Linked DNA regions of Mus musculus: regions 1, 3 and 4 are each linked to region 2. A link is a contact called in public Hi-C, HiChIP or PLAC-seq and promoter capture Hi-C data. All regions are on one chromosome and are shown on one strand. The core of a region is the stretch at or near the end of the contact, and the rest is flanking DNA. Distances in the headings are between cores, read along the strand shown.

What was found. Promoter capture Hi-C pulls out the DNA fragments that hold promoters and counts their contacts. A called contact is a pair of places that touch in the nucleus more often than the background predicts. HiChIP or PLAC-seq counts read pairs in DNA pulled down with a chosen protein or histone mark.
Region 1: a contact with region 2 is called in a Hi-C map of the CH12 cell line, with 2.9 times the contacts expected there. The contact joins the enhancer-like site here to the promoter of Vwa8 in region 2. A contact is called at or near these places in 17 of 39 promoter capture datasets (the 3T3-L1 cell line, 3T3-L1-derived adipocytes, the C10 cell line and 10 more), 1 of 15 datasets of contacts at CTCF or cohesin (large pre-B cells), 5 of 484 Hi-C or Micro-C datasets (the CH12 cell line, bone marrow-derived macrophages, nephron progenitors and 2 more), 10 of 115 datasets of contacts at active chromatin or transcription factors (the NIH/3T3 cell line, bone marrow-derived macrophages, craniofacial prominence and 7 more) and 1 of 9 other capture datasets (adipose tissue).
Region 3: a contact with region 2 is called in a promoter capture Hi-C map of liver. The contact joins the enhancer-like site here to the promoter of Vwa8 in region 2. A contact is called at or near these places in 13 of 39 promoter capture datasets (the 3T3-L1 cell line, 3T3-L1-derived adipocytes, the C10 cell line and 8 more), 2 of 484 Hi-C or Micro-C datasets (both in liver) and 6 of 115 datasets of contacts at active chromatin or transcription factors (bone marrow-derived macrophages, cardiomyocytes, craniofacial prominence and 2 more).
Region 4: a contact with region 2 is called in an H3K27ac HiChIP or PLAC-seq map of stem cell-derived epiblast-like cells, with 2.5 times the contacts expected there. The contact joins the enhancer-like site here to the promoter of Vwa8 in region 2. A contact is called at or near these places in 15 of 39 promoter capture datasets (the 3T3-L1 cell line, 3T3-L1-derived adipocytes, the C10 cell line and 8 more), 2 of 15 datasets of contacts at CTCF or cohesin (large pre-B cells and pro-B cells), 8 of 484 Hi-C or Micro-C datasets (CD4 T cells, the HL-1 cell line, Sertoli cells and 4 more), 11 of 115 datasets of contacts at active chromatin or transcription factors (T-cell acute lymphoblastic leukemia, acute myeloid leukemia, differentiating embryonic stem cells and 8 more) and 2 of 9 other capture datasets (adipose tissue and liver).

Annotation. Positions count from the first base shown.
Region 1 is chr14:79,085,830-79,091,252 of GRCm38.p6, forward strand. It overlaps Vwa8 (von Willebrand factor A domain containing 8), which reads left to right. Exons shown (of 45, transcript NM_027906.1): 29 at 791-990. Among named protein-coding and RNA genes, the nearest start is that of Gm30970, 47 kb to the right of the region's middle. Within about 2 kb of position 3,837, at least 119 of the 459 cell types and tissues checked have an H3K27ac peak or open chromatin away from gene starts, as enhancers often do. A contact at or near this core is called in the CH12 cell line, the HPC-7 cell line, the SN4741 cell line and 5 more, where this site is marked.
Region 2 is chr14:78,846,194-78,851,692 of GRCm38.p6, forward strand. It overlaps Vwa8 (von Willebrand factor A domain containing 8), which reads left to right and starts at 2,985. Exons shown (of 45, transcript NM_027906.1): 1 at 2,985-3,250. The coding sequence starts at 3,091.
Region 3 is chr14:79,045,593-79,051,254 of GRCm38.p6, forward strand. The region is part of intron 21 of Vwa8 (von Willebrand factor A domain containing 8); the gene reads left to right. Among named protein-coding and RNA genes, the nearest start is that of Gm30970, 87 kb to the right of the region's middle. Within about 2 kb of position 2,564, at least 10 of the 459 cell types and tissues checked have an H3K27ac peak or open chromatin away from gene starts, as enhancers often do. A contact at or near this core is called in liver, where this site is marked.
Region 4 is chr14:79,016,626-79,022,349 of GRCm38.p6, forward strand. It overlaps Vwa8 (von Willebrand factor A domain containing 8), which reads left to right. Exons shown (of 45, transcript NM_027906.1): 18 at 1,982-2,088; 19 at 3,955-4,061. Among named protein-coding and RNA genes, the nearest start is that of Gm30970, 120 kb to the right of the region's middle. Within about 2 kb of position 1,421, at least 5 of the 459 cell types and tissues checked have an H3K27ac peak or open chromatin away from gene starts, as enhancers often do. A contact at or near this core is called in embryonic stem cells and stem cell-derived epiblast-like cells, where this site is marked.

The DNA.
Region 1 (5,423 bases), core at 2,587-5,086, 240 kb after region 2:
ATAGTACTGGACTGTGAGGGTTTAACTCAGTGGTAGAGTTCATACTTAGCATGTTCATTGCCTTAAGTTAAATCTTCATTACCATATCTGGGAGGGGGAGACCCACAGGGTTCCGCCTCCCAGATATGGTAATGGAAGTTTTTTTTTTTTACTTATTTATTTATGTATGTGACTACACTGTCACAGCCTTCATGCACAACAAAAGAGAGCATCAGATCCCATTTCAGATGGCTGTGAGCCACCATGTGGTTGCTGGGAGTTGAACTCGGGACCTCTGGAAGAGCAGCCAGTGCTCTTAACCTGCTGAGCCATCTCTCCAGCCCAGGGCTCAGATTTTTAAAAAATTAAATATCTTATTTATAGCAAGGAAGTTCTGTAACCCGATAACTGTCTAAAAGAGGAGAGCTTGGCAGGTCGAGCAGATAGAGGATGTTGACGCCTGCTTCTGAAAGAGCAATGTCCTGGTTCAGGAAAGCACTGGGCCACGGAGCTCTTTGCTACCATACAGTGAAGTCTCCTCACAGCACAGACTGTCAGCTATCTAATGCAGTTATCATGGGTCCTGGTGGAATTCTTTAGGAGCCCGCTACTATGGGGGGCTGCTTTACTGCCTTGGCGTCATCTGGGCACATTTAGGGTCGGAACAGAGGTTTTCAGCCTGATAAACCTAAAACCCAAGAGCTGAGCTTCCACCCGTGCTCAGGTGCAAGACTCAGCAGTGCTAGAACCCTTAGCCAGCCAGAAAACTCTCCATAAACTGCACGATGAGTACGTTTTTTTTCCGTTTCAGAAAACGGAGAACAGACTCTGTATGTGGCTGCGTGCAACCCGGTTTCCTTGTACTTCATGAATATGACAGGGAAAAATGGCTTCTTTGTGGACTTCTTCGACATCTTCCCAAGGATGGCCAGTGGGTCCTGGCGACCATTTGTAACAGTAGCCCCACTGGGAAGTCCTCTGAGGGGTCAAGTTGTTCTGCATGAGGAGCAGGTAAGGCACACTCGTCGCTCCCGGGTACCGATGTGGGAAGAGTGAGTGCCTTAAAGGAAAAGTAAGAGTGACGTCAGCTATGATTGAAAACCTGAGGGTTCAGAAAGATCCAGGGCGGGTCTCGTGCTGTAGCAATAACACAGATCACAAACATGGGCTACTGTCTTCTCACTGTGGAGACTTGAATGCACTTTGCAAGTCTGGAAGCAGGCCACCAGTCAGTTTTCTGCCTTACCACGTGGACAGTTAAGAAGCTGTCAGTCTCTTTAAAGAGATGGACAGAAAACTAGGAAACCAACAAATAAATACACCTCCTCCAGGTTGTGTAGAAGTGGGGTGACCTCAGAGAGCGTGGTGGGGAGAAAGTAGGTTAGGAGGGTAATTGAACTCAGAGTGCCACACTATCTCCTCCTCTGAGGAGATAACATTTTATCTGAGATCTAAATGACATTCTCAGGAGATAACCACAGAAATCCAGAGTGTGATGCACTGGGATCCTTCTTTGTCAGTGATGCTCAGCCTCTAGCCATCCTGGTTATAGATTAGTCAGCTAAGGTCTCACTAATGAAAAGTGCAGGTGCCCAGCTAGTGACGGGCTGGAAGTAATTCCAAACAGATGACGCAGAGCAGAAGATGGGCTGTGCTTCACTTAGTGCAAATTCTTAAGGTCTCATTAATCTGTACTATAGCAATGGCAAGTAGTCTGGCTTTGGGTGCCTATTTTCTGCCTAACATCTAGCAGGTGTTGCACGGAGCATAGCACTGACTTTACATTTCCTGTGCCTGCTGCTAGGAATACAGCAGGAAAGAGCAAAGATGGCTCCACGGTCAGGAGCACTTACTGCTCCTGCAGAGGACCCGGTTCTCTGATACCACAGCTCACTATTGCCTGCAACTCTTGTTCCAGGAGATCCAGTATCCTCTCCTGACCTCTACGGACTATGACATGAACATTATACACATAAACTTGTGCAAGTGCACACATACATACCCATAAGAGCAATAAATAAGTAAATAAATAGTTTTTTTTTTTTTAAAGAGATAGCAGTTGTGTTTATTCTCAGTTTATAATCTGGTCCAGGATAGACAAGAAGAGATATAAAGCACGAGTTAAATTCCGCCTTGGCCTGAAGTGTGACGTGTGAGAGAGTGGATGCAACGGAAAATAAGGCCACTGGAATGGCCTGAGTGGCTGATGGCGGCAAACAGGAATGGAAACCTAGACGAAGAGTGTAGGTGCAAGGAATGATAGGCTCTGAACCCCAGAGGCTAGAACATTCCCTCCTCCATTTTGAAGGTTGAAGGGGGGGGTGGGGGGCAGTGAGAAAAGGTGAAGTAGAACCGTTATTCAGTGAGCAGGAGTAGAGGTGAGGGAGAGGAGGCTGTGGGTAGCAGACTGCTCAGAGTCTTGCATGCACTGGAAGGCCCTGAGAGTAAGAGGGGAGTGTCAGAAAGGGGTCTCTTCAGTTACTCTGTGTTATCAGGGAGTAGTAATGAGGCAGAACTGAAGGGGCCAGTTCAGACCTTCTTACAGTGAGCCCTCCAAAAAATATTGATAGCCTGGAGGAGGGTGAAGGTCATAAGTGATTGACCCTAGGTGCATTTTGACGGGATAGCTGGCAGGACTTCCTAACAGAACAGGCATGTGGAGGGAGTTCCAGGACAGCCCCCAGAGCATCTCAGTGAGACCCTACCTCAAACAAACGGATGGAAAGCATGAAGTCCTGAGTTCAGATCCTTATCCCACATAAGAGCTTTACAACCAGGAGAATCCACCAGAGACAGCACCTGTCAGGGGGAATTTAAATTTAATAAGCTAACCAAATTTGGATGAGACTCAGAAGTGGAAGTATTTATTCAAACAGTTCCCCAGATTTTCAGCTTGTCACATTAACAGAAATTTACACATACAAATTCTGTAAAACTATTAGTTTTTAGATGCTCAGCTCCTGTTTTATTTCACAAAAGACCCAATTGTTTGGCAACATTGTAGACTAATTTTTTTTGTAGACTAATTGTTTTGTTCAGTGATTTTCATCAAGGAAATAAGGTTTTCATTGTAGAGCTGTACTTGACTGGCACAGCCTGTGCCTGGCCCGGAGGCATTCTCAGACCCTGTCTGACTTCTGCATCCTGAGTGACATCTGAGGTATCTTTCCGCTGCCTCTCCTCTCCCTCTTCACACAGGTTGTTCCAGTTGACTGTTTTAGAAAATGGTGCAGCCAGGCTGAGCCGTGGTGATGCACACCTTTAATCCCAGCACACGAGAGGTAGAGGCAGGTGGATCTCTGATTTCGAGGCCAGCCTGGTCTGCAGAGCAAGCTCCAAGACAGCCAGGGCTACACAGAGAAACTCAGTCTGGGGTCAGGGTGGGGGTGGGGTGGGGCAAATGGAGCAGTTTAACTAGTGGTATAAAAATGTGGGCTGCCCTCGAGTCCTTCTTCCTGATTCTGGAAGAACTGAAGACAGAGTTGAAAGGGACACAGTGCAGCCACAAATAAATCTGTCCCTTATCATTTTAAAATAAAGTTTTGCTGTAGATGCATCCTCCTGGTTAGTTGGAAAGTTGTTCAAAAATTCCTTACTAAAATAAAATCTTAAGTGAGGACAGGAAAACTAAAAATAACGGCCTTGCCCTGCCCCTGTTCCCAAGGGTTCCTTCAGTCCATCTGCTTAGCCTTTAGTGTTTCAGACTTGGGCATGGGGGCCATCTGAAGGTCACTCTTCTCCCAGTCAGATACAAACACAAGAAAATGGCTCAGTTGCTCCTCTACCCTGCCCCCAGCTCAAGCAGTGCCAAAGCCACAGTTTCTTGTACTCATGTGTGACGTGAGTTTCTATTTTTAAGCACAGGCAGAATATATCATTAGTCATTTACAGAAGGAACCCATTAACATCTAAAAGGATGGAGCCACAGAGTTCCTTCAGGCTGCCAAGTGTTGGTGGAAGCCATTCTCAGCCCACGGGGCAGTGCACTTTGGCTGTGGACACATGTGCTAGGAAATAAAAGTTGTGTGTGTGTGTGTGAGTGTGTGAGTGTGTGTGTGTGTGTGTGTGTGTGTGTGTAACTTAGCAGGACAGTGCTCAGGTCATGTATGCCCAGTTAGGAAGATGTAGGTTTTTTTTTTTTTGTTTGTTTGTTTGGTTTGGTTTGGTTTGGTTTGGTTTTGAACCTAGAAGAGGAAGGGAAATGGAAATTACAGTGAATTCTCTGTGTAATCATCTGCTCATTCTTTATTTTTAAGGGGGGACACTTTACTTTAGGACTTCCTTTAGTAGCAGATGGCTTAAGAGCTAAGGATTTATGACAGAGTTGTATGTATTTATCATGCAAGAAACATTTTCTCTATTAAAAGCTACCCAAAAAGAATTTAACCTAGAACAAAGACCTGGTAAATTTTTAACTTGCTTTTATGCTTTCTTTTTCAATTATTTTCATGTTTATGTATGTGTCAAGGTCACAGGATGATGTCTACTGTCCCTATGGGCCTCACTCTGCCTTATATAGTGAAGCAGGCTCTCTCACATGTGCCCAGAGCACACAGGCTCATCTGGTCTAGCTCACTAGATTGCCTGGCAAATCCCAGTTCTACCTCAAAAATGCTGGAAGTCCAGGTAGCCACCATGCTAGGCTTTTATGGCTTTTATGATTCTGGGGACCCAAGCTCTGCTCCTTGTACTTGCTGATCAAACACTGTTCCCACAGACTTGTCTCCTCTGCCCTTGTTTTTATAATTGTAGAAGGAAAAGCTTCTTGCTCTCACCACCATTTTAGAAATATTCAAATACCAGTAAACAAGACTTCTTGGGCTAGATGTTATTCTAAAGAGTATGTCTACTGTAGGTTCTTAATAGAGAGTCAGAAAACGATGCAACTTTAGGTGTGTCAAGGTCTCATCTTAAATAGAATAAAACAGAGTTTGTTCTGTAGCCATTAGAAGTGATCATGGCCCCAGGGAACACGGGTTTAGGTTTCCCCAAATTCCATGTCCAACGTGGAAGCGGGTTCGTGAAGTTTTTAGAGTTTTACAGAGCAAAGAAAGTCATGAATCAGATCAAGTTTAAAAACCAGCTTCTTTGAAATCTTTGAAGATATTTAATCTTTTCTAGCTTTCTCTATTTTAAATCCCTATTGCATATATTCCAGTTCATAAGTCCAATGCTTAGGTTTATTTCCTTTCTTGAAAAAAAATTCCTGAGAGATTGTTACTGCACTGTGAGGCCATTAGGATGGGTCCCAGGACTGGGTTCTCCTCCTCCTCCGACGTACAGTAAGGGAGCAGGGAAGGCAAGGTCTCAGCACTCAGGCAAGTTTCACTGAAAGCCAGAGAGGACAGGACCTGCCCCAGGAAGAGGAGGGTCCTGGAGATGTGTTCACGTCTACCGAGAGGTGAGGGATGGTGGATAGTCCTTCAGAACTGACTGCTCATGCT
Region 2 (5,499 bases), core at 1,735-4,234:
GCAAGTGTGTGTGTGTGTGTGTGTGTGTGTACTATGATTTATGTATAAAGGTCACAAGACAAATCGTAAGTAGAAATCTGTTCTTCCATCATGTAGGCTCCGGGGATCAAATTTAGGTTATCATGACTGGCACCAAGTGTGTTTACCTATCGAGCTACTTCATAGGTCTTCAGTGTGTTCTTAAAATTCAGTTATAATATATAGTATGTCTCTTGTATTTTTAATATAAATAACCAGGAACAAATTCTCTGACTGAATATTCTGAAAAGGCATATGGATCTACTAATGTACATCCTGGAAGAACAAGTTCAAACATTGCATTCTCTGTGAAGCCTCACTGGCCTTTCCTAGGTGTAGTATTGTTTGAGAGCCTTGAGCCTGCATCTTACACACATCAGTCTGTGTACATGTGTTGGTATGCCTGCTTTCTGCATTTGATGTGATTTCATTGTCTAACAGTAAATGGCTGAATGTGCTACAGTGTCTCAATCTATGCCATGCTGTAGTAGGCAAGCCTGTGGGTGCATTTTCTTAATCAGTGATTGATGTGTGAGGCCCACACGGGTAAGGCCTCCCCTGGGCTGGTGGTCCTGGGGTTTGTAAGAAAACAGGCTGAGGAAGTCAGGGGAAGGAAATGAATAAGCAACATCATGGCCTCTGAATCAGCTCCTGCCTCTGGGCTCCTGTCCTATTTGAGTTCCTGTCCTGACTTCCCTCAGTGACCTATGATAGTTACCTGGAAGTGTAAGCTGAAAAAAATCCTCCCCCACATCACCCCTGCAAACTCTCTTCTGGTGATGGTGTTTCACCAGAGAAATAGTAACTCTAACTGAAATAGTTAGGTAATAGTACCTCCTATTTGTGAATTGTGTCAAATAAGATTGTTAATTAAAGTGTTTAGCACAATCTCATGACATAGAGTATGTGCTCTGCATGAGTCAAGTCTCCCTAGAACAGGATGAATTGAATGAATATATGTTTCACAAAGGTGTTTAGTTTCCCCAGTAGGAACTGGGAAATCCAATATTGGTTGTCTGTACATTAGAGAGGTGGAGAACCTGGTAGCTGCATAGTCCACAAGGCTGGGTTCTTCAGCATTCTCTGCTGGTGGTGGAGGTTTCGAGGTCTCCTTTCAAGCCACTTCGTCTTCAGTCTCTGTTTGAGAATTGGATTCTCATGGCAGTGAATTATGATCCTCATCAGCCAGAGGCAGAGACAGGCAAGCAAGAGAAAGGCTTTTCCCTCCAACTCTTTCTTTTTAAGTTTCCTCAGGAAGGTACTGCACATGCTGGGTGGGAGAGTCTTCCCCTTTGAATTACTGCTTCCTTGAAATGCCCTCATAGACAGGTCAGAGCCTTGTCTTTTAGTCAAATCCAGACCTAATCTACTTGACTGTAACAATGGTCAACTATCTCAGGCTCAAAGGAGGAAAAGCAATTTGTAAATTTCTATGCTGCTTGCATGTTTGCCATTAACCCAATTCACATAGGGATTAAAAAAGAAAAGAAAAGGAAAAAAAGAACAACAACAACAACAACAAAAAGAAAATAAAAAGAGGATATGACTCCTCCTGGGTAAGAGGGTGGAGAAGGTGCATTATAGATGTGAGGGAGAAAACACAGAGGCAGAGGCATCTATCTGGCAGGGTTCAGAGTGAAAATGAACACCTGAGTGAGGGTGGTGTGTGTGTGTGTGTGTGTGTGTGTGTGTAGAGGGGAAGCTGGGAGAGGAGAGAGCCAGGATCCAGGAAGCCAGACCAGGAGACCAAAAGAGGACCAGAGTAGTCAAAGAGGCTGGATTGTAGATGGAAGAGCAGCTTGGGGGAAAGATAGTACTGCCTCTGGGTTGGAGAGTTCAGAGTAGGGGACTGAGTGCCTCTACCAGGAGGATCCTGTAACAGGTGGGAATGGAGAGATAGGAGGAGGATCTAGTGGCTAGTACCAGCTTTGATGTGTTAACAGGGACCTCTGTTAGCTTTTATCTGTTAACTGGCACCTCCTATAGCTGGTTGTCTCAGATTTGAGGCCTAACAGGTGTGGTTGTGAAATAGTGAGAATCTATCCATGTAATAATTATGCTGTTTTGACATCTTTAATGTTCACTCCTTTATTTTCGATTTCTCCAAACTAGTTTAAATTATTTCTCTGCCACCTCCATTTACTTCTAAGTTTAGTTCCTCGGGAAGTTTAAGTGCCTGGGAGGTGGGTGCTTAATATGGATGTAAGATACAGGTAGGTCTAGAATTGGCAAGGCCATTCTCTGAGAGCCAGGCCTGCATCTTGTTTGTTTGATTTCATTGTGCAGAACTTCATTAAAACTTTTTGCTTTGGTTAATTCACTCTTGACATTTTGGGGAGGCAGCCTAATTACATTAGACTTTGTTTGCTTTATGGAAGACTGCTGCTGCTTTTGGAATGCATGGTAGGGAGGGAGCCTTAGTCAAGTGTCCTACTTTTTCCTCACTAAAGACATAAATTATGTTTATATAACCCTTGCCTTGTAGCCTGACTGGATCCTTCTGGTAGTTGAACGTTTTTTCATTCACCATTATAGTGTAACATTTCCTCTTGCAGTTTAGAAGATGATAAAACAGGAGCGGCAAAGGAAGGCTAAACTGAAGCTTTCAATGCCTGTGGTGTGGAAACCCTGGGAAGATGACAACGAATTAAAATAGGTGAAGTTCCAGAATCTCTTGAATATTTTCTCCATTCTGAAAAAAGATCCGAAGCAGTATCGAGGGGAAAGCCCACAGTGCATCATAACACAGTAGGCTAGCAGCCAAGAAAGAAACAGGGCATACGCTCAACTGTGCTAAAGGTCTTTGGCATCTCCCCAGCTCCGGGCGTCCCTGGGGCGACCACGCCTGGGGCGGCGCGCCGGGCTCCGGTAGCCGATCCTACCGGCTGGCGCTCGGCCTGCCCTCCGCCCCGGGCCGGGCCCATCCCGCAGAGCCCGGCGAGCCGGGGGAAGGAGTTTCCGGCGGACCCGCCTCCCTGCCGCTTCCTGTCCCGCTCGCCGATCGCCTCCTGCCCGGTCCAGGGACTGTGCTTGTCCGAAGCCCCTGGAGGTCCCACGCATGCCTCCTGCACCATGCAGTCACGCCTCCTCCTCCTAGGAGCCCCGGGCGGCCTTGGGGACGTGGCCTCCCGGCGAGTGCGGCTGCTCTTGCGGCAGGTGTTGCGGGGCAGGCCGGGCGGGGACCAGCAGCGGCTGGAGGTCAGGCTGCTGCACTCTGGGGCGACCGACTCAGGTAACTGGGCCCTCCGCCTTCGCTGCCGCTGCCCTCGCTGCTTTGTGATGTGGGGCAAGGCGCTGGCGCCCCCTGGGCTCCACTCTGAAACCTTAGGGGTCCGGACTAAGGTCTCTGATGCCTAGGAACACAGTTTTCTCCCACTGGAGATTTTTGTACAAGAATCCTCACGTAGACTCTAGGACACTGAGAGGTTTATGCTGCAGCCTTTGGGGGCTGTTAAGACTCGTGCTTGACCTTGACCTTTGACTCCCGAGGGCTTGGTTTTGTGTCATGAGCCAAGTAGGGCTCGTGATGGCATAGACACGTGTACAATCTTGCTGGAGAACCTGTGCCCATGTTCCTTCCCAATTTTAACAGAAGACTCGGTTTCAAGCACTCTTAGAACTGAAAGTCATCGCTTTAGTTAAAACCCTATACTATAGTCGGAATGAATGAGTCCCAAAAAAGAGGGAAACAAAAAAAAAAAGTGCCTCGCTGAGGATCACAAGGTGAAATTGCGATTCAAAACTTGCCTGTCCTCGATTATAGCTTCTAGAGCATGTACTTGCTTTCCACTCTGTTACTCAGTTTTCATCTGCGTGACAACATTAAAACACACACACACACACACACACACACACACACACACACACACACACACACAGAGCAGCCTAAAACAAGGGAAGATTTCTTGGCTGGAAGTTACAGATGTTTCAGTGTATGCTTAATACTTTAATCACTGTGGCCTGTGGTGAGGCAGAAATTCGTGATGACAAGAGGACTTAGCAGAGGGAAGCTGCTCTCTCAGGGAGGCAGAGAGAGAGGAATCGGGGATAAGACCTACTTTTCAAAGAATCTACTTTGTCTCACTAGGTTCACCTCCTTGTGTGTGTCATCTCCAGATAGTATCATCTCATCTAATAAATCCATCATTTCACCAGTCCAGATGATAATACACTCTTATCAGAGAAGGCAGATGTCAAGGGTAGAATGTGGTACAATCTGACAGGCTTTGAGGTTGAGCAGTTTTGGGTAGACTCCGTTTGTTTGTTTGTTTGTTTGTTTGTTTATTTATTTATTTATTTATACTCTCTAGCTAACTATAAGAGCCATGAGTCAGCAGATAGAACATTTAATTGAAAAGAGGTTTTTAAAAAAATGAAAAAAAATTTGTTTTGTACTGATATGCCTCACTACAACAAGGGGCACTGAAACTGAGAACTTGTGTATTCACCAGAGACCTGGGCACATGTAAGAGCCCTCATGACAGAGTGAAAGATTAACTCTTGGCTATCCAGACTCCTAAGGTTAGGGCTTTCAAGGTGAGAGCGGCACAGTTGGAACCAGAGGTCATACACAGGCCACAGCCGTAGCACAGAAAGCAGCAGGCTGTGATGGATGAGTGTGGATGCTGGGAAGACTCTCAGTTGTACTCCAGCACGTGACCAGACTCCCTTTGTCCTCTGTTGTCACTGCTTCCTAGCAGTGTGACGGGAGAACAAAGTACATGAAAAACAAACTCAAGTTGTAGACTTTGCTTCTCCCGAACTGTATGCCTGTTTGTCTTGTCTGCACGGTCCTTTGGTGCCTGTCATCACTGGGTACCTAACAAGCGTTCGGTGGCTTACTGGGTCAAAGTTCATGGAGACTGTTTTTGTGAGAGGCTGCAATTGCTTTGCTGGCTTTCATGATAGTATACCTTTACTAAGCTTGATATGAAGGGGGAAGAGGCCATTTATGTAAACAGTAAAAAAGAAGTTGGGCAACTTTAATCCCAGTACTGTGAGTTGAAGATCAGCCTGGTCTATAACAGTTCCTGCATAGCCAGCTCTATGTAGAAAGAATCTGTCTAAAAAAAAAAGCTTAAACCAAACCACCCCAAACAAACCAACAGACTCTCACAGCTCCTGCTTAGCATCCCTTTCCGTCGGATGGGGTAGAACCTATAACTTGTAAATTCTTTATCTGTATGCTTTAATTAGTAGGAGTGGTATCTCAAGGTTTTAGAAACAAATGGTCAGTCAGCAAGGAGGTTATCACTCCACAGCATAGTTGATGGATCACTGTGACATCATCATAGATGGGGCCAGCTGGCTCAGTAGGACTGGATCTCAGAAACTGACGAGCTTGGAGACAGTTCTCTCAACCCGTGGCTCTCCTTCACCACTGTTCCATGTTCTGTAGATTTCACAGCCTTTTCCTTATGGTGTCGCTGTGTGAAACAGATCTGTTTATACAGACAGTAAAATGTTCCTGCATAAGCTGTT
Region 3 (5,662 bases), core at 1,314-3,813, 200 kb after region 2:
GCTCCACTATGTTCATAGCAGCCTTATTCATAATAGCCAGAAACTAGAAACAACCTAGATACCTCTCGACTGAAGAATGGATACAGAAAATGTGGTACATCTATGCAATGGAATACTATTCAGCTATTAAAAAACAAGACATCATGACTTTAGCAGGCAAATAGATGGAACTTGAGAATATCATCCTGAGTGAGGTAACCCAGACCCAAAAGGACATGCATGACAGGGGCCTAGCATAACTGTCCTCTGAGAGGCTCCACCCAGCAACTGACTGAAATAGATGCAAAGACCAACAGCCAAACATTAGCTGGAGCTCCAGGGACTCGTCTGGAAGAATAGGAAGAAGAATTATGGGCCCTGGAGGAGATAGGAACTCCACAGGAAGACTAACAAGAGTCGAGTAAGCTGGACTCTTGGGGGCTCTCAGAGACTAAACCACCAACCAAAGAACACATAAGGGCTGGACCTAGGCCTCTCTGCACATATATAACAGATGTGTAGTTCAGTCTTCATGCAAGTCCCCCAACAGCTGGAGCAGGGGCTATTCCTAAAGCTGTTGCCTGTCTGTGGAATATGTTCCCCTAACTGAGCTGCCTTGTCTGGACTCAGTGGGAGAGGATGCACCTAGCCCTACAGAGACTTGATGTGCCAGGGTGGGGCATACCCAGAGGGACTGCTGCCCTCTCAGAGGATAAGGGGAAGGAAAGTAGGGAGAGGGGGAGCTGGGAGGGGACAGCAATCAGGTTGTAAAGTGAATAAATAATTGATTTTAAAAAAATCTTAAATTTATTAACTCATCCTTTTTAAACTCAAGCAAGAAATTTTAAATGTTTAAAAACAATTTTTTAAAAAATAGGCTGGCCTAGACTTTGTCTTATAGACTTTACTGGCATCAAGTTCAAAGGATTTTCCTGTCTCTGCTTCCCTAATGCTGGGATTACAAGTATCTACCACATCAGGCACATGCACAAAAAAAAAAAAAAAAAAAAAAGAAATTAAGGGGAAATTATTATTTCACCTTTATTGCCGGTATAAAATCACTGGTATTCCAATGGAGGAAGGAACCAAATATTTTTAGTATTTTTTATAATAAAAAATAAAACAAATGAACTCAGTGTTAAAGCTTTTCCAATCTCAGATCATCTGACATGTTCGATAGCATGCCCCAACCATGTACACTGCTACCCTCTCTGGGCGCCTTTCCAGCCAGCCCCACCTACAAGTTCCTTGTGGCATCACAGGGAGCAGGGACCAGTCAGTGGCTAAGACCTACCACCTCCCAGCTCATGCAGGGTGGCCATGCTTCTGTTGAGCTTTAGAAAGTGTGGAGCTGCTTTTGACAGCTATTGCTCTTAGATGGTGGCAGCAGTGACAAATGAGCAGATGGTATTTCTTTTTATGATTTATTTATGTGCATTGGCGTTTTGTCTGCATGTATGTTTATGTCAGGGTCCCGGATCCCCCCTGGAACTGGAGTTACAGACAGTTGTGAGATGCCATGTGGATGCTGGGAATTGAACTTGAGTCTTCTAGAAGAGCAGCCAATGCTTTTAATTGCTGAGCCATTTCTCCAACCCCTAATAGAAGGTTATTTCAACCAACAGATTTGGTATATGTTCCTGGGATTGCTCAGTGTACAACTCTATGAGAAATTCCTACGAACTGAGGTATATCTATAATGTTGTGCAGGAAGGAGAGTAACATTGCTGAAAATCTGAAAGTGCTATTTTCAAATAGTCAATAAACACGTTAGGTTGGGTTCTCTTGAAGCAGAGCCAGAGATAAGAATGTTTGTGTAAGGGCTGGAGAGATGGCTCAGAGGTTAAGAGCACTGGCTGCCTTCCAGAGGTCCTGAGTTCAATTCCCAGCAACCACATGATGGCTCACAACCATCTCATAATGAAATCTGATGCAGGTATACATGCAGATATACATTAAATAAATAAAACTTTAAAAAAGAAAAAGAAAAATGTTTGTATAAGTGATTTCTGAAGGACAGTTTTTATAGGAAACTTGCAGGGAAGTCGAAAATGGTGTAGACATTTAAATAAATGACCGTGTGATAGGGAGTAAATTGAGAGAAGTAGAATTTAAACACGAAAGTTTAGCAGCAGTGACTCACTTCGTAACTACTGTGGGATTATTCTGCATTTTAACAAATTTTCTAGTCTAGAGATTTAATGGGTAAGTTGATTCAGTATGAGATGGACCCCTAAGAGAACAGCAAAACGTGGACTGATGTCTGCTTAAGGGCCCAACCAGTAGCTAAAGTAAACAGGTCTACCTCCAGTCTCTCTTGGGGAAAGAGCCATCAGTGTCAGCCTGTTGACATAGAGGACATTAGCCGATTCTGTGTCTCTGCCCTGGTTTGCTGTAGCCTCCTAATTAAAAACTCAGCCTCGGTTCCATCCTCCTTGTGCCTCACAGTCCCCCAGCTGATCACTCTGTGCCCTTGGAGAACTTGTGGTGACTCCCAGTTCCGGGCAGCAAGTCCCAGAGCACCGTCCCTTCCTAATGCTTCTGTGCTCCTGGTCTTTGGCAAGCAGTTGTGGTTCCTGTTCTCTGTGCCACCTTTGGCCAAAGCGTTTGCAGTGCACAGCAGAGCAGGGAGACCAAAGTGTGACCGTCACCTCAGGGCGCTTGTCTGTGTGACATGTTCTTCAGCTGTTGATTAAACTGAACTTAGGGCTAGACTTTTAAATCACATCTAACTAAGTGGATCATTCCTGTTGTTTGTATCAAAATAGCTGTCTTTAACTTTTAAAGAAGGCAAATGAGTATTTTTAATTATCAACAAATAAAAAATGAAGATTATTTTAAGGTATTTTTCAGCTTTAGCTCATGGTTTTTTGCTTCTACTTTTGTATGTTTTGTGTCTCTTTTCAAGACAGCCTTTATTGATGGTAGGTTTAGAGACAGTGACCTAGGACAGGCTCCGCTAGCACACCTGTCATTCTTTACCACAGGTGCATGTTCCTGTCCCCGTCTACCCACTGGACAGTGAGCCCTCCGAGGGCAGGCCTAGGTCAGCTGCCTATTTCCAGCAAAACAGCCATACAGCCAGTGTTTGAAAAACGTCTTAAGTCCCAGTCAGTGAGTGACTCTCCCTACGTACCCACCGCTGTAACATCCATTTGGAGAATCTTGGCTCTTGAGTAGACATGAGACTGCCTGTGGACAGACTCCAGCATGATGTTTTGTTGTTGTTTTCTTTTCTTTTTCCTTTTTTAAAATTGGATATTTTCTTTATTTACATTTCAAATGTTATTCCTTTTTCTGGTCCCTCCCCACCTCCCCAAATATCCTACCTCCCCCCCCTCCCCCTGCTTCTATGATGGTGTTATCCCCTACTGGAAGGATAAACAGGCTGAGAAAGAAATCAGGGAAACAACACCCTTCACAGTAGTCACAAATAATATTACATAACTTGGTGCGACTCGAACCAAGCAAGTGAAAGATGTGTATGACAATAACTTCAAGTCTCTGAAGAAAGAAACCAAAGATCTCAGAAGATGGAAAGATCTCCTATGCCCCTTTTCCTTTTGTTTAACAATACTGTCACAGCTGATGTTCCTTCTGTAAGGGTAGGAGAGATCTCCAGGAAGTGGGAGGACTTTCCAGTCTCAGGATGACATGGCCTTGTGACATCAGACAAAGGTGCCTGTGCTGCTGGATCTATCAGCAGAAGCCAGCAAATGCTGTATGCATGCAGCCTTTCCCCAGCCTCACTCTGGATCACTCCAAAGCATTAACCCTCACACCAAAACCCATTGCTGATTAAGCCACCCATTTGCTTCATTTGGGGGTCAAGGAACGATATGAGAGATACAAGCAAATGCGCTCAGATGGTGCGATTTAGATAAAAGGTGACATGTGAAACAACAAGGTTCACACAAATGTGGCCAGAGAGCCCTGCTTCTCGGCCCTATGATCCCCTGGGGACACATGCACTTCTCCCTCTGCACTGAATGCACGGGAATGGAGAGCTGGAGCGGAAGCTGACTTTTGCCACTAACAGCAGCGTCTCCCCCTGAGAGCATCAAACACGAAGCAGCAGGCAGGTGAACTGGAAGGCGCCAGCAGTGCACACTTGCTTGCACAGCCACTTCTGCCCCACGTGACTCTAGCCTGCTCACTTGAGACTGGCAAATGCAGAACCAGATCAGTCGGAATGTTTTCCAGCCCATAAACCACCAGGAGTGGATTTCCAGAGTGAGCGACATCAGTGGCCATTTCTTTCCTCTGAACAAGACGTTAGTCATGGACTTCCTGGTGAGGAGAGTTACTGTGTTGTCCTGATGACAGCCCTGGAGCATCCCGGAAGAAAGGCGCCACACCAGCTTTCCAGTGAGCATTCTATGGGATCGTACTCGGGTCCTCAAGCTTGCATAGCACATAGCAAGCCCTTTCCAAATGATGCATCCGCCCAGCCTGCTGCCTAATTTGTTTAAATATTCCTCCAATAAAGCCATGTGTGTTACTACCAATGAGGTAAATATGTCTTGGATGAAAGACTACAGAATATCGTGCCATGAAAATTTGCTCAATTTTCCTCTTAAATAAGAAAATTAGAATGCACTACATTTTCTGATAGCAAAGAGCGTTCATCAGTCTTAGCCCCTGTGAACAACTTTTAATGTTTGTTCTTACCAATCCTTCTAACCCTTCCCACACTGACTAGAGAGAAACTGTACAGGGTCTCTCATTTTTGTCTGAAAAAGAGAAGTGCCTGCCAAAAAACAAAATTGTTTTGAGTTCTTAAAATTTCTCAACCAAGAAAGCTAGTTTTCAGCGAAAAGGATCCAATTATCTATGCTCCATTTGAGCAGAGGTTTTTATTTCCAAAGGCTGAACAACTTGCAAAGCTTTTCTGAGTTTGTGGGAATACTTGTCATGGCTTCATGAATAAAAGGATTCCTTGTGGAGTCGCATGTATCCAGAAGGGCAAGCAGACATGGGAGAGGTAAACCGACAAGCAGACATGGGAGAGGTAAACCGACAAGCAGACATGGGAGAGGTAAACTGACAAGCAGACATGGGAGAGGTAAACTGACAAGCAGACATGGGGGAGGTACGCCAGGCTGGCTTGAGAGGTTGGCACCAGGAGGAGACTGGCTTAGTTTCCTTTCTTCCTGCTGTTTCCAAGAAGACTACCCAAGAGCTGCGGAGTGGTACATCCATATCCAGAAAGCTTCTCTGAAAAAAAGAATTACCCCTACCCATTCTTCTGCCCGTCATGGTTTGATAGGACTTTTGGGAGGTTTAGGCTTTTAGTAAGGAGCAAGTGGTACTAGGTAAACGCTGTCCTCTATGGGACTATTTAAGGGCTGTCTTCAGTGTCTGGCAGGAATCCTAAGTAGTTTGTTCTCTAAAGGACTTTTCTTTCTAAGCCATGAGAAGGCTCAAGCACTGTGGGCATCCCCATTTCACCTCCCACACCACACACCTCCTTCCCTTGCTTTCCTCTCAATTTTCATCATTTTTCTCTATTATATTTCTTCATGATGTATGTTAATTGCCTCTAGAGATGAGTTAGTTGCCTTGGGCTTTAGGGGTCTGAGTGGATAGCAAGACAGATGTATTCAAATGTAGTCTGGTGCTGTTTTTAAATTTTGTATTGGATTAATCATATTCTTAAGTTTTGTCTCCTTTCTTTTGTATT
Region 4 (5,724 bases), core at 171-2,670, 170 kb after region 2:
TTGAAAATTATCAGTTCCAATCACCAGTATAAATTAATTTCTTATACATTATAAATAAGACTCTTTGATATCCATTGTACTGCTAAAGCATGTTATATCACTCTTTCAACAAGGTGTCCCTGTGAAGTTGGCTAGCCCTTATTGCTGTCTTTGTGCCTCAGACCCCCCATTGCCAGCACTACTGGTATAGGTCCTCATCTGTTCCTTTAGACCTAGTATTACTATCTCTCTTCTCAAGTCTTTTATCCTCTAGTCTTTGGACAAGACCAGAAGTGTTCCCATATAGGGCCAGTCTGAGATGTGTTAGTAGACACTGTGGAGATCAGCAGACAAGTCAAAGCTTGTGAGTGCTAGGTATCAGTCCAGGTGATCTAACAGGGAATAGTAAAAAGGCCCAGGAAGGGCCCAATATTCCCAGGCTCGGGGGGCAACTGTGAGAAGAATGTTGTGCATGATGCCAGGTCAAAAGCTCAAGAAACAGGATGGAAACCCTGTAATGGGCTCAGTAGATAAGGTGGGGGCTTGGTTTTGAACAGCAAAGCCATGATCTAAGACATGTGATGACTTGTGAATTGATAAGATAAAAACCTAGAGGTATGTAAACTTCCCCATGATCTTATAGGACCCAAGGGAGGCAGTAGGTAAGACACAGTGTCAGGTCTGTGGCTCAGAATCTTATGGGGACAGGGACTCATAATCCCCCTAGTCCCCCAGTGTTTTACACTCTCTCATTCACATGCCTCTGGCTTATGCCATCCTTTGTACTATTAGGGGTTTGTTCTCAAGTCTGAGGGAGCATGTGCAAGGTTTAGTACTATGTAAACCTAAATTTGGATGGTGTTTTCTGCACTTGTTTATTTGGGACACTGCATTACCTGATGATTGCTTTATACTAGCATAGAATAGGCAATCACTGACTGAAGTTCCTTCCTGTGAGTTAACCAGGATCATAAATTCTAAACATAACTTTGTGCAGAAGGAAAACTCCCGCAGACTAACCCCCTTTTTTGGGTCTCCTATCTGCACAGAACGGGTCTCTGATGGCAAGTGGGTGAAGGAGTGGGCGAATGACAAAGACAACAGGAGAAAGTGTGTTGTATCTAAGTGTAATTTTTCAAATCAAGCATCAAACTTTTTATACAGAAGAATAACAAGAAACCAGGCGAGAGACACATCCACCAAGTTACAGTGACACAAAGCAAAAGGAATGTATACATCAAAAGATGGCGGGGACCAGGCCACTTTAATCACTAAGAAGGGAGCCAGGTGTAATGCTAGTCTATTGTTAAGCCCACCACCAGGGGTTCTTAGTAAATGCCTGATTTATGTTGCTTCTTTGAGCCTAGTGAAGAAACGTGTGGGAATGCCAAGGTTCCAGGAGGCGAGTTTCCTTGCCTTGTGAGTGCTTCCAGGCCTCTCGGCCTGTCAAGCAGACTTCACTGGAGTGGATGTAGCAGAAAACTGTTCCAAGCCACAGTACTTACAGTGTCTTTGTAGTTGAAGAGTGTCTTGTGGCACACAGATTGTTATTTTGACAATAAAATAGGTAGAAAGAGATTCCATAATGGAAGGAAACACAAAAATGAATGATCTTTCTGTAATTTATGTTTAAAAAGTAAGGAAAACCACATTAACCTACTTCTGCTGATTTAAATTTGTGTTTGCCACCTTAGAGCAGGCTGGAATATTGCTGTTTTATTCACTTAGGAAAAATTTGATATGCTACAATATACAATTTCACAATAAACAGGAAGTACACAAAATCCACTTATGAAAGCCCAAGTTTTCATCATAATCTGCAGAATGTATATAAATGAATATTGGTATTACATATAAGCTTAGTTATTAAAGATTACAGTAACATATGCTTTACACACAGTTTTTCCTTAATCGGTTGCAATTAGTGAAGGAGTGTGTGTTAAAAGACACTTGAGAACTGAAGGAAGCATTGCTTTCCTCACGGTCCTCCATCCCTTACTAGGTTCTTACCAAGCCTTGCTCAGTCTGCACTGGAGAAGAATCTGGCAGATGCGGCAATAGAAACAAACACTGAGGACAGCCTGGAGCCAGAGCTGGAGAATTACAAGTGTAAGTACTTGACTTGGCTAAGTGAAGGTTACATAACAATGACCAAACACTTGGTCCGAGAGCTTTCAATAAAGCTCTTGTTAAATCCATTTCGTTTTTTGTGTATTGTACTTAACAAGTGAATCTGTATTCCTTTCTTTAAGAAACAAATCTGTGGTCAGACATAGTTGTGCATGCTGTGAGTTCAAGGCCAGCTTGGTATACAAAGTGAGTTCAAGACAGCCAGGGTTGTTATAACAAGAGAAACCCTGTCTCCAAAAACAAAAGCCAAAGTCAAAGCCAAACAAATAATAAAAACCAGTCTGAAGCCATTTTTTAAATATCACTTCTTTCAATGAATATTAGACAAACCCCTGCCCCCACTTTGCATGCGTGCCAAGAGTCAGTTTGATACTAACATACTAAAGGTTTTAGAAGTTTCTGTTGTAAATTAACTTGTCTAATTTTGACAGATATATGTCTTTGCAAATGTGTTTTACCATACAGACGAGAATTCTGTTTTCGTCATACATTTGCATTTTGAGGGCTGCCAAGTTTCCTTTTGGAGCATGTCACGGAGCATTTTCTAGGGTGACATAGACTAATGTAATGAGAGTCCCCTCTGGTCCCTCATTCACCCACAGAGCCACCTCTCTTCTGCCTACCCAGGAGGAGAAGCTTGAACTGGGGAAGACAGAACACTCTAAAAGTTTTCTGTCCTTCAGTTAGAACACAGGGAAAATTTCCCTTCTTAGTAGAAGTCCTTGTCCTTCAAAGCGTGAGTGTGTGACTGTTCTCCAACGGCACTGTAATGGCTGCTTTTGTGATTAGTGTTTTAGTAACTGTGGCTATATTGAACTAAGAATTTAGTATTAAGGAAATTGAATGAATTTTTAAAGATAAAACTATAAATTTGATATTGATGGATCTGAACATATGTGCAGAGGTCGCTCACAGAGACATAATAGCCCTGGACATATAGAACCTTAACGTTGTTTGATTAGAGCTGATAACATATCTGAGGAAGATTATGTTGTCAGGATGGTAGATTGCTCAGTTCAGGAAAGGTCAGGCCCAGCTGGCAGCATCCATCTAAGCTTCCTGTAGGGGATGAGGGACTGTTCACTTGACTGGCTTCATTCATCTTAAAGCTACCGCCTTGTGGAGAATGTATTTAATCCCCTCTCCTCGTCTACAGCCCAGGCCTGCTGAACAACTCTCTCACGAGGGCTTGCTCTCCATGCAGGTCTCTCTCCGAGTAATGTGGTGATGGCAATCTGTGTAGCATTGTCATATAAAAAGATGAGCCTTTATATGCAATGCCATAGTCTCCAATTCTTATCAGAATATATGTTTAATGTTCTCCTGAAATTATATTTGTCCTCATTTGTGATGGCAAAACCAATCTTTGAGCCTACAAGGCTAATAGCCTTGGCAGACTTACACAGACAGTATGAGACTTCTTGAAAAACAGCTAGGCTGTTTCCTCCCAGTGTGTCCTCTTTGTAGTTGAAATGTTATCAGTAAGCATTGGTTGTACGAACAAAATGATCCTGAAAGCCTCTATCTACTGAATTGCCATGTTCTGTAAGCTGAACTCTAATGGGTGTTGTTGGACCTTACATTGCGTGTGTTATCTCAGCAGATAGGTGTATACGTGAGTTCATGGCCATTCTTGCTCTTTTCCTTTGTGGACCTATATTGGGTCTACAATATAAACTGGAGAACAACAGTGTTTTTTGTTTACTTTTTCTTTGCTTAATTTAAATCCTGAAGACCTGGAGGTTACAGAGGCCACCTTGTGTTGTGTGTTGGCCAGACTAGGCTTCTCTGGATATTAGCAAGATGTTGCTGAGACTAATGCTATGTCCTGTACAAAATGTTCAGGTGAAGTAGTCGCCGGGTCTCTGAAGATTGGCGCCGTCAGTGTGCCAGTGCACAATGCCCATGAGAAGATGAAAGTGCCTGACGTTCTTTTCTACGACAATGTTCAGGTGAGACCATTGCTTCGTGGTCTTGAGCTAATCATGTCATAGTTGTTAATTCTGATCCAAATGATACTGATGTGTAATTGTAGTCATGATTTCCTAAGTTGAGTTCAGGTAAGGTAAAATGAAGTGCTGAAATATTTTTATTACAGTGATATAAGACTTAAAATTCCTTCTAATGGTCAAAATTAGAGGAGTTACTGCTATGGGTTTAATATGTGTGTGTTATGTACACACATATGTATGACTGTGCTCGAGGCTAGTAAAGCATTTTATTGAATAAAAACTAACAGACCTATTGGTTATCGCTTTGGTGTCTAGTTAAGTCCTTTCTGTAGCTCACAGGAGGCAAGCATCTTATACATCCTGTCTTTCTCTTTCTTCCTTGCTGCATATTCCAAGCTTCCCCTTTGTTTTCCTTTTTTCTTTGGAGAGTGGACTGTGGCAGAGATTTTGCCTTTAAACCTTACCAGTAACTGTGGACTGTTTCGGAAGACACAGAAATAAGTTTGAACTTAGAAAGCTTTATTATTATAAGATTAATTTCTGTAAGACTTGGTTCTACTAAATATTTCTGAAGCTATTTTCATATATTTCTTTTATTATAAAAGCATGCTTACTTTTTGTAATTCTTATTTGCTAATCTGCATGCAGATAATGACATTTACAAATTATGTTAGCACTTGCCTTTTTATCTTTTTAAGGAAGGAGTATCATAATTTATGCCCCTAAGTGAGATAAATAGTATAAAGATATCTAGGCAAGTTTTTTCTTAATAAAATAGTTCTGTTTAAACATTTATTTATCAAAACTATACTTTTTATTTCATTCTAGAATCAGTTAACTGATTTCTCCTTTAATACTGCATCATTGTATATTGTATATCACAGGAGTAGAAAATGAAGCTATATAGCTAGAAGGAAAACACTCCTATCTACAATATAAAAAACAAAACCCTGATTAAAAGAAACAATAATATTTCTAAGCACTCTGTTCAAATTTCACATTGTATCCACATAGCAGAAATGAGAAAAAGAAAAGAATGTGAAATTTTTACAAGTAACAAAGGAAAAACTCCAAAATAGTTAAGGTTGCAAAGGCTTCATGACCTAGAAGGACACAGAAGAGCAGTTCAGTGGGAAGGAAGACCGTTGTGTCCTTGTCCTTGAACAGTGTCTGTTGCCATGGTATTGGTGACACAGACATTGAGGACTGCAGGTCCTCAGTGAACTTTCCACCGGCGCCTCGAGGGGTTTTGTGTAATCCTCCAAATGTTCCTCCTCCCCAGAGCATAATGAATCAACCATTAGTGAGGATTTTAGTTGCTTCAGTTCTGGCTTACTGCGGTTTGCTTCTGTAGTTGGCATTACCCCTTCACTTTTGCTGCTTGTCGTCTTAGAACAAGAATCCCCAGTGTCACTGACAGAGGGTATATTCAGTCCGTTTTTTCTGTGATGTCCTATTGTCCTCTTACCACAGAGCACTGAATGATCTTTAAAATGTTTTTCCCTTGGTCTTTCCTTCATCTGCTGTCTCCATTGAATAGCAAAGTTTCTAACATATGGTAAATAAATATTGAGGGAATTAAAAGGAATTAATAAGATTTTGAACATCTATTCTAAGGAGTATTGTTTCATTAAGTCCTTTATTATGGAATATGACCCTTGAA